2 separate regions of the Mus musculus genome follow, and region 1 is linked to region 2. A link is a contact called in public HiChIP or PLAC-seq data. All regions are on one chromosome and are shown on one strand. The core of a region is the stretch at or near the end of the contact, and the rest is flanking DNA. Distances in the headings are between cores, read along the strand shown.

The links. HiChIP or PLAC-seq counts read pairs in DNA pulled down with a chosen protein or histone mark.
Region 1: a contact with region 2 is called in an H3K27ac HiChIP or PLAC-seq map of CD8 T cells, with 13 times the contacts expected there. The contact joins the enhancer-like site here to the promoter of 4930429P21Rik in region 2. A contact is called at or near these places in 1 of 15 datasets of contacts at CTCF or cohesin (CD8 T cells), 10 of 484 Hi-C or Micro-C datasets (CD4 T cells, the HPC-7 cell line, cerebral cortex and 4 more), 7 of 115 datasets of contacts at active chromatin or transcription factors (CD8 T cells, the HPC-7 cell line, bone marrow-derived macrophages and 2 more) and 3 of 9 other capture datasets (adipose tissue, liver and pancreatic islet).

Annotation. Positions count from the first base shown.
Region 1 is chr9:107,308,796-107,314,932 of GRCm38.p6, reverse strand. No RefSeq gene overlaps it. Among named protein-coding and RNA genes, the nearest start is that of Cish, 15 kb to the right of the region's middle. Within about 2 kb of position 1,767, at least 159 of the 459 cell types and tissues checked have an H3K27ac peak or open chromatin away from gene starts, as enhancers often do. A contact at or near this core is called in CD8 T cells, the HPC-7 cell line, bone marrow-derived macrophages and 1 more, where this site is marked.
Region 2 is chr9:107,350,020-107,357,096 of GRCm38.p6, reverse strand. It overlaps 4930429P21Rik (a long non-coding RNA gene), which reads left to right and starts at 3,039. Exons shown (of 5, transcript XR_003948243.1): 1 at 3,039-3,362; 2 at 4,994-5,084; 3 at 5,606-5,680; 4 at 5,779-5,883; 5 at 6,169-7,077.

The DNA.
Region 1 (6,137 bases), core at 518-3,017, 41 kb after region 2:
CTGGAAGAGCAGAAATGCTCTCAACTGCTGAGCCTTCTCGCCATCTCTCCAGCTCTAGGGATTAGAATCTTATGCTGGCCTACACTTCCATGTTCTTTCAATGTTTGCTTTTCATAACACAGGACCAAGGGACAGAGCTGGCAGATCAGTGGTTGTGAGCAGTGGCAATGCCTCTGTAGCCCACCTGACAGGCTGTAGGGACAGGAGGAGGAGACTCACTTCAAGCCCAGGTCATGGGGAGGACTCTGATGTGTTATAATGGCGGGTTACACTTGTTTGAGTCTGTGGTGTTTAGACATCATTATTATTGGTTATTTATGGGGGTGGGGGGGGGGTCTACGTGCTACGGTAGAATACAGTTTTGTGGAGCACATTCTCTCCTTCCACATATACATGAGTTCCAGGGGTTAAACCCAGGTCATTGGAGGCTTGCACAAGTGCCTTATGCACTGAGCCATATCACTGGTCTTAAAATCATACATTTATTTTGTTGATTCTTTTAGTTAGCATAAAAAGTAATGAGTTTTCATTGTTAGATTTTCATATATGCATGTATATGTGTATGTATATATATATAAATAATCTTTTTCTGGGACAGGGTTTTTCTGTGCAGCCTTGGCTATTCTGGAACTCACTCTGTAGCTGGGACTCAGATCTGCCTGCTTCTGTCCCCTAAGGGCTGGGATGAAAGCCGTGGGTCGCACACCTGGATACTTTGTTTCTTGTTTGTATCCACTCCCCACTGCTCTCCCACTCCCCTCCTTGTTTGTTCTTCCTCCCAAATGGGCCCCTTCTGCTTTCCTGTCATATCCAGATAAGTATGTGGACACCGACACTGCACATGAGAGGAAACACTTGATATTTTTTCTTGCCCCTCACTACCCATTCCTCCCCTCACATAGTCCCTCTTCCATTTACTTCTGTGCCCTATGCATGTCTGTACATGTATTCTGCTTATGAGAAGAAACACAGGATAGTTGTCTTTCTGAGCCTGGCTTATGTCACTTAGTGTGATGATATGCCCCCCCCCATCCTGTCCATTTCCCTATGATGTTTATTTTTCAAAATGATTCATTTTTGCTATTTTTATGTGAATTGGTGTTTTGCCTGCATGTCTGTCTGTGTGAGGGTGTTAGATCCCCAGGAACTGGAGTTACAGACACTTGGGAATTACCATGTGGGTGCTGGGAATTGAACTCAGGTACAGCAGCCAGGGCTCTGAATCACTGAGCCATCTCTCCAGCCCCTACAATGTTTATTTTTAATTATGAAAAAAGAAAAGGAGAGGTGAGAGGGGGAAAAAAAGAGAAGGGAGAAGAGAGAAAGAAGAGAAAGGAAAAAAAAGAAGAGACAGCAAGATGAGGGTAAAAGTGCTCACTGCCAAGCCGGCTGATCAGGGTTACTGGGGAAGGAGGAAAATGCAAATTGTCTTATGACCTTTACAAGCAAACTATGGCATTCACACACACGCACACACACGCACACACACGCACACACACACACACACACACGTAAATGTTAATTTTACTTAAGAAAGGAAGGCGAGAGGGAGGAGGAAGGAACTTGTGGGCAGGGCATGAGGGCATTTTCTATATTGGCTGTTCTGTTCCTGAAGCTTCTAGCCCCCTCAACTGTCCTGTCCTGGGGTCACCTCCACCCAGCTTCTGTCACAGCCACTGAATCTGGGCCACCTACTTCTGAAAGGTCCTTGGTGTCCTCATCCAAGACCTGGCTGCACAATGCATGTGCCAGGTGCATAATCTCTGGTTTGAGGCAGGAAAAAGAAGAGTCAAGCAGTAGGCGTGGCCAAGGGGTTTCCCCAGGCTTTATGGTGCCTTTAAGGTGGGCAGGCTGGGGAACCCAGGGCCCCACAAAGCCTCAAGTCTCTCTGGTTCTGGGTACCTTCATTTCTGGGAACTGACTGTGCTTTGGAAAGAGAGAAATGAGAAGCAAAACCCTTTTGGGCCCCAGCATTAACCCTCCCCCCTCCCTTGTCTTCTTCCGCTGAGTCACAGTTAAGAGCCAGGCACCTCAGCCTTCCTAGCCACCCGGGTGGGGCAGGACTCAGGGTTAGGTGAGGACACAGCATCTGAGACAAGCTCTCCTTGCCAGCATCCTCGGCGAGTGGTAGAGGGCAGCTACCCTCTGGGGCAGTTAAGGTCTGAGACCACCTCCCTAAGCTTAGGTGAGGCTTTATGTCCTGCCCCTCCTATTTCCTCCTGGCTTTGTTCACCCCACGAGCTTTTATTAAGTGCCAACTGCATGCTGGAGCTAGGAAGGTGGGATGGTTCAGTGGTCCTTGGGTTCCATGTCTTTAGGGAGCTCATGGATGCAGTAGATAGACAAGAACTTATCCTAATTGGCCCCCAGTGAGGAACTCTTGGTTTTTAGGCTTTTTGTCAGCAATGGAGATCCACACAGGTTTTGTCCTCCAGAGAGAGCCGGCCATATTATACATGCCTGTACAGAGAGCTATATGCATGCCTCTTTACAGGAATGCACATGTACATGCATATGCATGGGTGTGGGACTTGAACACTGGCTGGTATTTATGATCATAGGTATCTATACACACCCTCCCTTGGGTGGAGGAGCACTAAGCTCTGGAAACTGGGTCAGATCTCTCTGTATGAGTGTGTGTGTGTGTGTGTATTGTATGTGTGTACATGTGTATGAGTATGTGTACTGTGTGAGTACATGTGCATGTGTGTATATGCATGTGAGAGTATGTGTGTATTGTATGTGTGTGTGTGTGTGTGTGAGTATATGTGCATGTGTGTGTGAGCATGAGTGTGTGTGTGTGTGTGTGTGTGTGTGTGTGTGTGTGTGTGTGTGTGCGCATTATTATCCTGTCTCAGAAGCCCAACCACTACTTCTGAGTCATGGCCGCCTGTGGAAACTCCAGCATATCACCCCCATTTCATAGGAAAAAAGGCTGAAACTCTGAGGGTCTCCCTGACTTGACTTGCTTACTGTCACCCAGTGTTTGGGGAATAGATCTGGGAAGGGGATTACTGAACTTTTGGCCTGGTAGTTGGACCCTGACACCATATCTTTACTAAGACTGGCCTGGCCTGTCGGCCTCCATATTCTTTATTCTGAATGAACCAGCCTCCCACTTCTGCTGAAATGGTCCCCACCTTCCCTCATGGAACTTTCCCATGACTCTAGCCTTCTTCCTTCCAGTTTTTGTCCCCTTCATGTCCACCAACTAAGGCTAAAACTGGCTCCTGTAAAATTTCCCATCCTTTATAATAAGAGTTGTGTTGGCCTGGGTTAGATATCTCAGTGAGTGAAATGCTTGCCGTGCAAGAATGAGGACTAGACCCACATAAAAGCCAAGCTTGCCTGTGTCCTCTTATCATCCCAGTGGCTGTTGGGGTAGAGACAGGAGGAGCCCTGGGACTCACTGGTCTGCCACTCTAGCCTATATCAGGGGTTCCAGGCCAGTGAAAGACAATGGTTTCAAAAGAGAAGAGTGTCTAAGAAACAACTTCCAACGTTGACTTCTGCATGCATTCTACATGCATGTACACACACATACACGCACATGTACACACACATATATACACTCACACACACACATACTCACACACGCTTGTTCACATGTGCACACACTCACATACACACACACACTCACATACACACATACATGCACTGTGAAAGCTGAGTTTGTATCCACCTTGTAAGCAAATGAGTTAGCTTACCATGTTCTCAAAGATTCTGGCAGAACACACAAAACTCCTGGCTTAGAAACAAAGCCCAGATCACCTCTACTTTACTGGGAACAAGGGCTGTCAGTGCCTCAGCTGAGCTGGCAAAGGCACAGAACTAGGAAGAAAGGAACCGTGTGTGGCATGTAGTCTTCCCATATCCAGCTGGGGCTCCTCAGCATCACTTCCAAAAAAGCTACTTGCATTAGGGTCCTTGTGGCGTGTATGCATTTCTTGGGGGATGCAGGCAACTGAGCCTCAGTCCCCTAAAGGCTAATGTTTGCCAAGTATGTCTGTTCGATTCCCAGCACAGTATAAAACCACGCATGGTGACATATGCCTATAATCCCAATGCCAGGGAGGCAGGGTCAGGAGAATCAGAAGTTTAAGGCCCTGTCTCAAAAATAAATAAATAAATATTGATCCTATGTTTACGATATTTAATTTTTGGTATTTTTCACTTAACCTAACTTTTTTTTTTAATATAGTCTTTGGTATACTGCGCTATTTTAACCTTGGGGACCATACTGCCAAAATAATAATTACATGCAAATGTTGTAATAAGTGACCTTGTAAATGACTATAATAACATGATCATCTTTTCTATAAGAAATACAAGAAGCCGGGCAGTGGTGGCGCATGCCTTTAATCCCAGCACTTGAGAGGCAGAGGCAGGTGGATTTCTGAGTTCGAGGCCAGCCTGGTCTACAGAGTGAGTACCAGGACAGCCAGGGCTATTACAGAGAATGCCTTAGGAGTTAAGGTTATCTCTGTTTTCTTACTTAATCATCAGAGAACACCTAGTCACAAATAATTATCATAAGCTTTGTCTCCCGACTTTCAGACTGAATGTCTGAATTATAAATTACAAATCTACCCATCTGCCGGCAGATACTTTAATTGCTATGGAAGTATGTTTGTTAGGAGGCTAACACATATTTTACTAGCAGTGTGCAGTTTATGGGTTTTCAATGTTTAGATTTGTATATCAGGACCTCTCTTGTCCCTTTTGCCCAGAGCGATGTTCCCATCAGGGCCCGTGCTCCAGGGGGAAGGAGCCCCTGGAGCCATGTCTGCATGGGCCTCTGATGGAGGGGAAGCTGGAGAGGTGGGATGGGGCCCAGAGAGAAGACGTCAAAGGAAAACGAAGTGATCAGATGTACAGTGTATTCAGCACTCACCTCTGTGGTCCATCGCTGAGTGATGATGCCCTGACTTCACTTTACAGAGGGGGAACTGAGTCTCAAGGATGCCCATGGCTTACTGAGACCACAACACTGGTGACAGGGCTCTGGAACTACGTCAGCTGGGCATGAGCATTCCCCACAAACCTAGCAAGGCCATCTGCTCTGCCACCCGAATTGAGTGGGTCACAGATTCTCCACAGCAGCAGGCTCTTTCTGGCCAAGGCCAGCCTACCCTACAAGGACAGGAACCGAGGTTCCAAGTGACAGAGAAATGTAACACTCCTGCTTATTGTCAGTTGCACTCGGATCCCCTGATGGATGACTGGCCTCTCCAAGGTGAGCACACAGTGAGGGACCGTCCTGGGCCACCTGAACTGCTATTCCACAAGGCTTTAAGGATGGATCTCCTTCCCTTCTCATAGACCACCTCATAGCAGTCCCCAGACACTGCCCTGACCTTCGATCCCAGAACTGGCCTTGGGAGGGGGCAGTGATTTTCTCTGACACATGTGAGTGGGTAGGTGACAAGCTGTGAACAGTGCTCAGAGAGGGCCAAGTGGTGACCCGCAGAAGTGAGTGGAGAGGCAAGTCTCTGCTCACAACTGAAAACCGAGACACCAGTAGGCAGGTGTGAACTCAAGGCTGCACGGCTGAGTGACAGACGCTGCTAGGTCAGCTACAGACGACACTACACTGAAGCTGGGGCTACGCTAGGGTGCGGGGATCCGAAGCCAGGGACAACACTACTGCGGAGGCTGCCTGCTCAACAGGAAGTCCCCTCATCAAGGCTGGCATGGCTCACCTCACCTCACACCCCTACTCTCTTACACCCCTCTTCCCTCTGAGCTGGAAGTGTGCTCATATTATATACACACACTTCCTTCACCTGTGCACGTGGACCCCTTTTTTGCTGTCCACACCCCATTTCTAGTTATTCCCTCTGCCCCAGGCTGGACACTAGATACCCTAGAAGTCACACCAGACCCGGGTCTCCTCTAGGAGAGGCCTTAGTGTGATGATGGAGTTGAAGGTAACATCTTCAGTCAAGGAGGGCTTCCTGGAGGCGGGGGCCTAAGCTGAACCTTTTATATTCTATCTCTTCCTTGGGTCTCTGGATGTCCTCTGAGCCTCTCCCTTGAATGGCCATCAGGTTCCAAGAAGTGTCCCCTGTCTCTGCATTGCTGGTTCCAAGAACAGCAGCTCCTGGCAGAGCTTGCCTGGCACTCTTTCTTAGAAC
Region 2 (7,077 bases), core at 1,790-4,289:
TCTGGGCACACAAAGGATGCTCACTGGGTTACTAGGAGATCAAATGGCTCTGTCTCTGTCTGAGGGTATTCAGGAGGCTCCCACACTCTCACTCTGCAGGACCTCACTATACCTAGGCTTACCTAGGCTTATGGGTGGCATTTTATGGACTTATTATTGAGCTGATGGTAAATCTCTTTTTTTTTAAAGATTTATTTATTTATTATATGTAAGTACACTGTAGCTGTCTTCAGACACACCAGAAGAGGGAGTCAGATCTCGTTACGGATGGTTGTGAGCCACCATGTGGTTGCTGGGATTTGAACTCCAGACCTTTGGAAGAACAGTCGGGTGCTCTTACCCACTGAGCCATCTCACCAGCCCCGGTAAATCTCTTAAATGTCTCAAAATCTGGTGTCCTTGGCTTCCTTCAGCAAATGAATCTTTCAGTGAATGCCAGGTAGGCAGGGTTTGGCCCACTTTGTGACTCTCTGGGTCCTGCAGTCTGAAGGCAGGAGAGTAGAGGGGGATCTGCTGGACCCTGACCAAGAGAGAAAGGGTGGCAGCATGGGTAGGGGGAGGTGAGAGGGGCATTCAGGGCATAGAGGTAAGGGGTTCACGCTCTAGTTGGTGGCAGTGCAGTGCCAGTTCATGAGAGAGAATGGTCGGGGTTGAGGAGAGCAGAGGAGAGGAGAGGAGAGGAGAGGAGAGGAGAGGAGAGGAGAGGAGAGGAGAGGAGAGGAGAGGAGAGGAGAGGAGAGGAGAGGAGATTATGGGAGGAAAGAAGTGGGGAGGGGAAGGGAGGAGACAGGGGAGGGTGGGGAGAGGGGGGAGATCAAAGGACAAGGCTAGAAGACAACTCTTGCTTGGGCCAACCCAAAGGACTTGTCTGATGCTGTCAGTGCCTGGAGCTGCCAGCAGGTGGCATCATAGTTGCTATGAAAAATTATAAGGTAGATTGGACTCTGCGTCCCTGCTGGGGACCTGTCAGGCTCCAGAACCCCCACTTCTAGACCTTATCTGTCTGGAATTTCCCAGCCCAGCTGGAAGACTTAGACTCCCAGTCTGTGGTCAGGATCTCTTGTGCAGTGCAGGTAGGTGACCCTCTGCCTCCCGGATGGGACAAGCATGCAGAATCTCGAAAATTAAGGGTGACTGGGATCACCACACCCTTCCCTACTCCTGGATCAAGTACTCTGGGGCCAGAGTTGCCAGCCGCCAATACCTACCCCATGCCCTTGAGTTGAGGGGCGCTGTGGATATTTGTGGGTTTCCCCATTGTAGGTGAGGCTTCTCCTCTGAGCCAACTTTCCAGGCATAAACTCCGACTCTTTTCTGACCTGCTGCTCAATGCCTTTTTGTGCTCATCTGGGTCAAGGGGAGTTGGCTTTCTATTTGATGGGGCAGGAGGTGTCAGTCTGATCAGAAAATGTCCTGGGGAGTAAGAAGCCGGCAGCCTTCCCGGGTATCAGCTCTACCAAGAGCCAGGCATTCCCAAGCCGTCCCCCTGCCATCCTGCTTCCCGGCTGTGTGGCTCTGGATCGGTCCCCGTGCCTCTCTGACAAAGGAGCAGAAGGACAGGGTGGATGGACAGACATGGAGTGTAGCAGGTGCTATGCATCGGGCTGGAGGTTGGGTGCAGGACATGAGAAGTTACTCTCAGGTACTATGCCTGGCTCCTTTTTTCCCCTCTTCCCCTCCTCAATTTTGTCTTCCTCCTTGTTTTGGTTTTAGATAGGCTTTTCCTATGATGGAGTTCAGCTGGGTCTCGAACTCACAATCCTACTGTCTGTGCCTCTAAAATGCTGGGGTGGCAGACAGACACATCATGCTCGGCTTCCCTTTGCCTTGTTTTAGTCAAAATCGAGAACCTATTGGCTGGGTCAAAGATGAAAAGCCAGGTGAGTCTGGAAGAGAAAGGCTGAGGGTCCTGAGGGATCATAAGAGCAGTCGGGTGAGGGGTGACCAGGGGAAGTCATTGTGAGGGTGACCTGTACCAGGATTGGGTGTTTTCCTGTCCTCCCCTTCCAGGTCACAAGGCAGCCCCCTGAGTTGTGACATCCAGCAGGATCATAGCCATGGCAAGACACAGATTCCAGCCCCACCAGTGCAGGCAGCTGGACTCTGGGCCTTCATCCAACCTTCAGCCTTTGCCTAAGCCTGTCTTCTGCCCTCCTGGGTCATGTCAGATGGGTGCCTGGGTACCAAGCAGACAGGTTTCCATCTATTCTCACCATCTTGACTCCTCTAGGCTCATAGGTGCCAGGCCTCTAAGATGATTTTGCTAAGTCCCCTTCCTTGGACAGCTTCTGAGGGGTTAGCTCTCATCTCCAGCTTTAGATCTAAGGGGCTCCAGGATCCAGAAAAAAAGCTTTAAATTGTATGACTGCAGAAGTTCGTCCCCAGGCTGTGGATGAGGGACCTACTGTGCTGGGTTTCCAGCTGCCTCTGAGATGGGAAAGCCTGAGTGGTCACCACAAGGGAATCTGTCTGGACTGTGAGATCTTCTGGGTACCACGGAGCTTGCTAGGAGAGAGAGCTAACTTCCACGGGATTTCTTGGGAAAAGTCATAGGCTGGCCAGAGCCATACCCACATCCTGGCCAGCAAGCAGAAAGAGAAAGTGACTGGGCATGTATGTCTCTGTGCCTTCTCTAGGCAGCCTCCCCTGACTAAAACTTTGGAAGCAGCTCTGGTCAGTACCCTTTCTCTAAGCCAGCAGAGTGGGTCCTGAAAGGCAGGCTGTCCCTCACATGTCAGACACACAGAAAATGCTTGCTTCAGCCTGTGCTCTCTGAGTGAGGTCTGGAAGAAAGGATGCCACATGTCAATAACTCTTGTGTCAGGATCTGAGAGCTCCCCTCCCTACTCCCCCACCCCCACCCCCCACCGCATCCCACTGCACTATAAACAGGCTGACTGAAGAAGTGCTCGTAGAAGCACCCAGATGGACTGAAGGAAGCAGTGTGTGTGTGTGTGTGTGTGTGTGTGTAGCTTTGCAAAATAGAACCTAGCCCAAATCTCAGCCTCTGGGACAATCAAGGTGGGTGGTAAGAGGGATGTCTGGAGCACTGTGATGTCAGACCTGAACTCTCAGAGGAATCTTGAGGCCTGCCAGTCACCTGATAGACCAAAGCACCTGGTGCCAGGGAGAATGGAAGAGGCAGTGGGTGCCTGGCCCAGGGACCCTCCTGTCTTGCTCTGGGCCAGGCCAAGCCTCTGATGGAGAGGTCTAGGCTGGAGATCATGTGGTGATGTGCGTGGGAGCCTCAAGAAACATCTCCCAGAACAGAGAGCTTGGTACCCAATATTCTCAGCGGGGTGCGGCAGGAGGCAAGAGAGAGGAGAGAGTCCCAGCCTCTCTCCAAGCTTTCTACCTACCAGGTAAGAGAAAGTCAGCCTCTCTCCAAGCTCACCACCCTCCAGGCAGATTCTCGGTCTTTTTCAAACCCTCCACAGCCCTAGAACTGGCCTGTTTACATTTCTGACCACTTTGGGTAATGTTTGCTGTTGTCACCTTTTAGGCCACTGTGAGGATCTGTGTCTCCCCTATGTGGATCCACCAGGAAATATTATTTAGAAGGTTCATTTGTCTGGCGGAACTCGGAATCCAGGGGCCAGTGAGAAGCTTAATGGGCTCCGGGACTCACTAGTGACATCATCAGCATCCTGGACCCCCTCCTGCCCTGCTAGCCCCCCTGCACATTCTAGAAACTACACACGGTGGGGGACACTAGGGAGGACGTCCTCCTGTGACCGATTCTCTCTGCTTCCAAGCTAGTAGGAGTTCAAGCTGTCTGGAGGTTGCAACTAAATATAAGGACTAAGCTATGCTGGGTATTTTTATGCCAACTTGACACAAGTTAGAGTCATTTAGGAAGAAAGACCCTCAGTTGAGAAGACCCCCCATCCCTTTGGTTGGTAGACAAGCCTGTGGTGCAGTTTCCTGATTGGTAATTGATTTGGGAAGGCCCAGGTCACTGTGGGTAGTGCTACTCCTGGGCAGGTGGTCCTGGGGTGTATAAGAAAGCCGTTGAGTAAGCCATGAGGAGCAAGTCAGTAAGCAGCACCCTATATGGTGCCTCTGTACCGACTCCTGCATCCAAGCTCCTGCCATGACTTCTTTCAGTGATGGGCTACAATGTGAAACTGTAAACTGAAATCAAATCCTTTCCTCCTCGCCAAGTTGTTTATGGTCCTGGTGTTTCACCATAGCAACAGAAACCCTAAGACACTAGCCCAGGCGGTAACTTACTGATCAGAGCTAGCCTGAGCCATCAGAGATAGAATCCCTAGCCTTGGAGAAAGACCACCCCTCCCAGCTTCCCCTGCCTGCAGGTTCCAGCTTCTCAATGCCAGATATAATATAGAAACCAGACTTCTGGGGGACCTCAAAGGGCTCTAGCTTCCCACCTCCTACTGGTCCCTGTTTGACATACAGGGATCTCAGGTCTGCTGTTCAGGGGTCCAACCAAGTTCCAAGGATGTCACGTTCCTAGATGTACCGTGAGAATTGAGAAGTGCAAACTGGGATGGTCTGAGAAGCAGGCTGTTTAATGCACAGTCCTGTGCCTGGAGCAGGGGCTAGGGGAGGAAACTGTCTTCTCAGGTAAGTCTCAGCACCTTTGACTCCTACCCAGTTTGTAATGCCTCTCTTGAATGAAGGCTCTAGCATTCACTGGGCTTTGCTCTTGGATTCTTGAAAAAAAAATTTATTTGTTCTTTGTAAAATCATCTGTATGCACAGGATTGTACACACACAAGTGGACATGCCTCTGGAGGCAGGAAGAGTGGTCCTCTGGAGCTGGAGATACAGGGGTTGTGATCCACCTGACATGGATGTCTTCTGCCAGAGCACTACATGCCTTAACCACTGAACAATCTCTCCAGTCCGTCTCGAAGATTCTTATTTTAACCATGCATGTTTGCTTCCCATCACCTTGGAGGCCTGGAGAAGGAGGGTTACCCAGATGTCCTTAAGGAGTCCTGTCCCTGACCTTGATCTGTCTCTGCAGGACCCAAGTTAAGGAGTAAGGGCCAGTGACCACTGCCTACTAGCTCTGAGGGTGAAGTGAGCTGGCATGCCAAGGACAGCCCTAGTCCCAGGTGGGATGGCATCTGCTTTTATCATACTTGGTCACACCTAAGGGACTCCATGCTTTTCCCTATCCTCTTCCTCTCTCTGCACCTGGTGCTCACAGACTCTGCTCCTTTCTCAGTGTTGATGGCCTCTCATGAGTGCCCTCTGGGAAACCACAGCTGTCTCACCTGTAGTTATCCCCCAAGTCTTGAGCCCTCAGAGGCCAGGATGTCCTGGGGGTTCCCTCAGGCACTCTGTGAGAAGCCCCACTACACACACACACACACACACACACACACACACACACACAGAGAGAGAGAGAGAGAGAGAGAGAGAGAGAGAGAGTCCTGTCAAAGGAGCATAGCTTCACAGGCTATCAAAGAGACAGCTTCTTCCTGGGCCTTCCATCACCCCATGCCCCATGCATTCCCTGGCTTAACCTTTGGCCTTTCTATTTAGCTGTAAATATAAAGATGTGGACACATAGGGCCCTCACTCATAATACTTCTCATTTTCCCCCCACTTGTCATCTTTCTCTTCCATACAGAATGAAGTACAGTGTGGGTGGGTTCGCTGATGGGATGCTGGACTAGAGGGAACTGTTTCTAGCAGTCTGCAGAAGGTCAGAGCACTGCAGGAGAGCGTCCCTTTACATTCCGAAGGCATCCCCACTGTCTGTCTGCCTGCAGCCGGGCAATGGGATTACTTTGTCCACTCTAGCTCCAAGGTGACACTTCACTGTATTAAACAAGAGAAGGACTTCTTTGAAGGCGCCCATCCACATCCACCTGATACCACCCACTTCCAGCCACCGCTGCTGCTCTGGTTGCTATTCACAGAGAGATTTCATGCATGGGGGGGGGGGAGGAGAGGGAGAGGGAGGGGGAGAGGGAGGGGGGAGGGGGGAGGGGGAGGGAGAGGGAGAGGGAGGGGGGAGAGGGAGGGGGGAGGGGGAAGGGGGGAGGGGGAGGGAGAGGGAGGGGGAGGGAGAGGGAGGGGGAGGGAGAGGGAGGGGGAGGGGGGAGAGGGAGAGAGAGAGAAAATGTGCAAGCGATTGCTTGTAGAGAGTGGGGAGGGCCTTCTTAAGAGGGACCCAATTGCCAATTTCAGAAGCAGCAATGGGGGCAGTTCTGTCCATTCACCACTGAGGACAGCCAGGAGAGTCCCCTAAGGTTTGATTCCTCAAGAAGAACAGAACCACCGAAACCTTTCACCTCAATATCAATCAATCCTACAACCTGGGAAAGACACGGGAATTTGGGAATCTGCATTTTCCTCAGAGAGTAGGAAAAAGATCTAGGAAACAGGACAATGTGGGTAGAAGGGATAAGTTACTGTGAAGGCAGAGTCTATGAGTAGGTGGCCTGTGTCACCATATAGCACCCTGTGCCCATCACTGCGCCAAACCCACCCCTCAGGAAAAGGCCTGGATCATGCAACAAAAGCAGTAGGGCTTCATCTACACCGCTCATCATGCCTGGTCCCTGGGTGTTACCCTTGCTCCCAGGCGCTTTCTTCAGGATACCAAGAGTCGGCAGCACCCACATTCCTGAACCAAGAGGTTGACTAACAATGTGGAAACACACAGCCCACTTGCTCACCCTGTGCCCCTGAGAAGTTCTGCCAGCCTTCTGAGAGTTCTCCCTAAGAGCAAATCTGTCACTGGCAGGTCCAGCTGTAACCCACTTGTGTGGCCCATGGGCACTCGGTCCTCAGTCTTGCCTACAGTCCTACCCCACAGCCCCCATCTATCTTCAGCCCCACCCTTTATCAGGGAACCTGGAGGCTAAGTCCCTCCATGTTTCCGTCATGCTAGTCCGAGGGTCAGCTCTCTCTTATGGAGCCTTCAGCACGGACACTCGGGCGTTCCTGGGCACACTGGTCACCCTATTGTCACTCTCCTCTAAATCTTTCTGAGCCGGACAGGTGGGTCCCACACATGACTTTATGGATTCCCCCTTCCCTTCCACACACCCTGTACTTGGTGCTCCACGGAAACCATTTTACTTTTGTATTTTA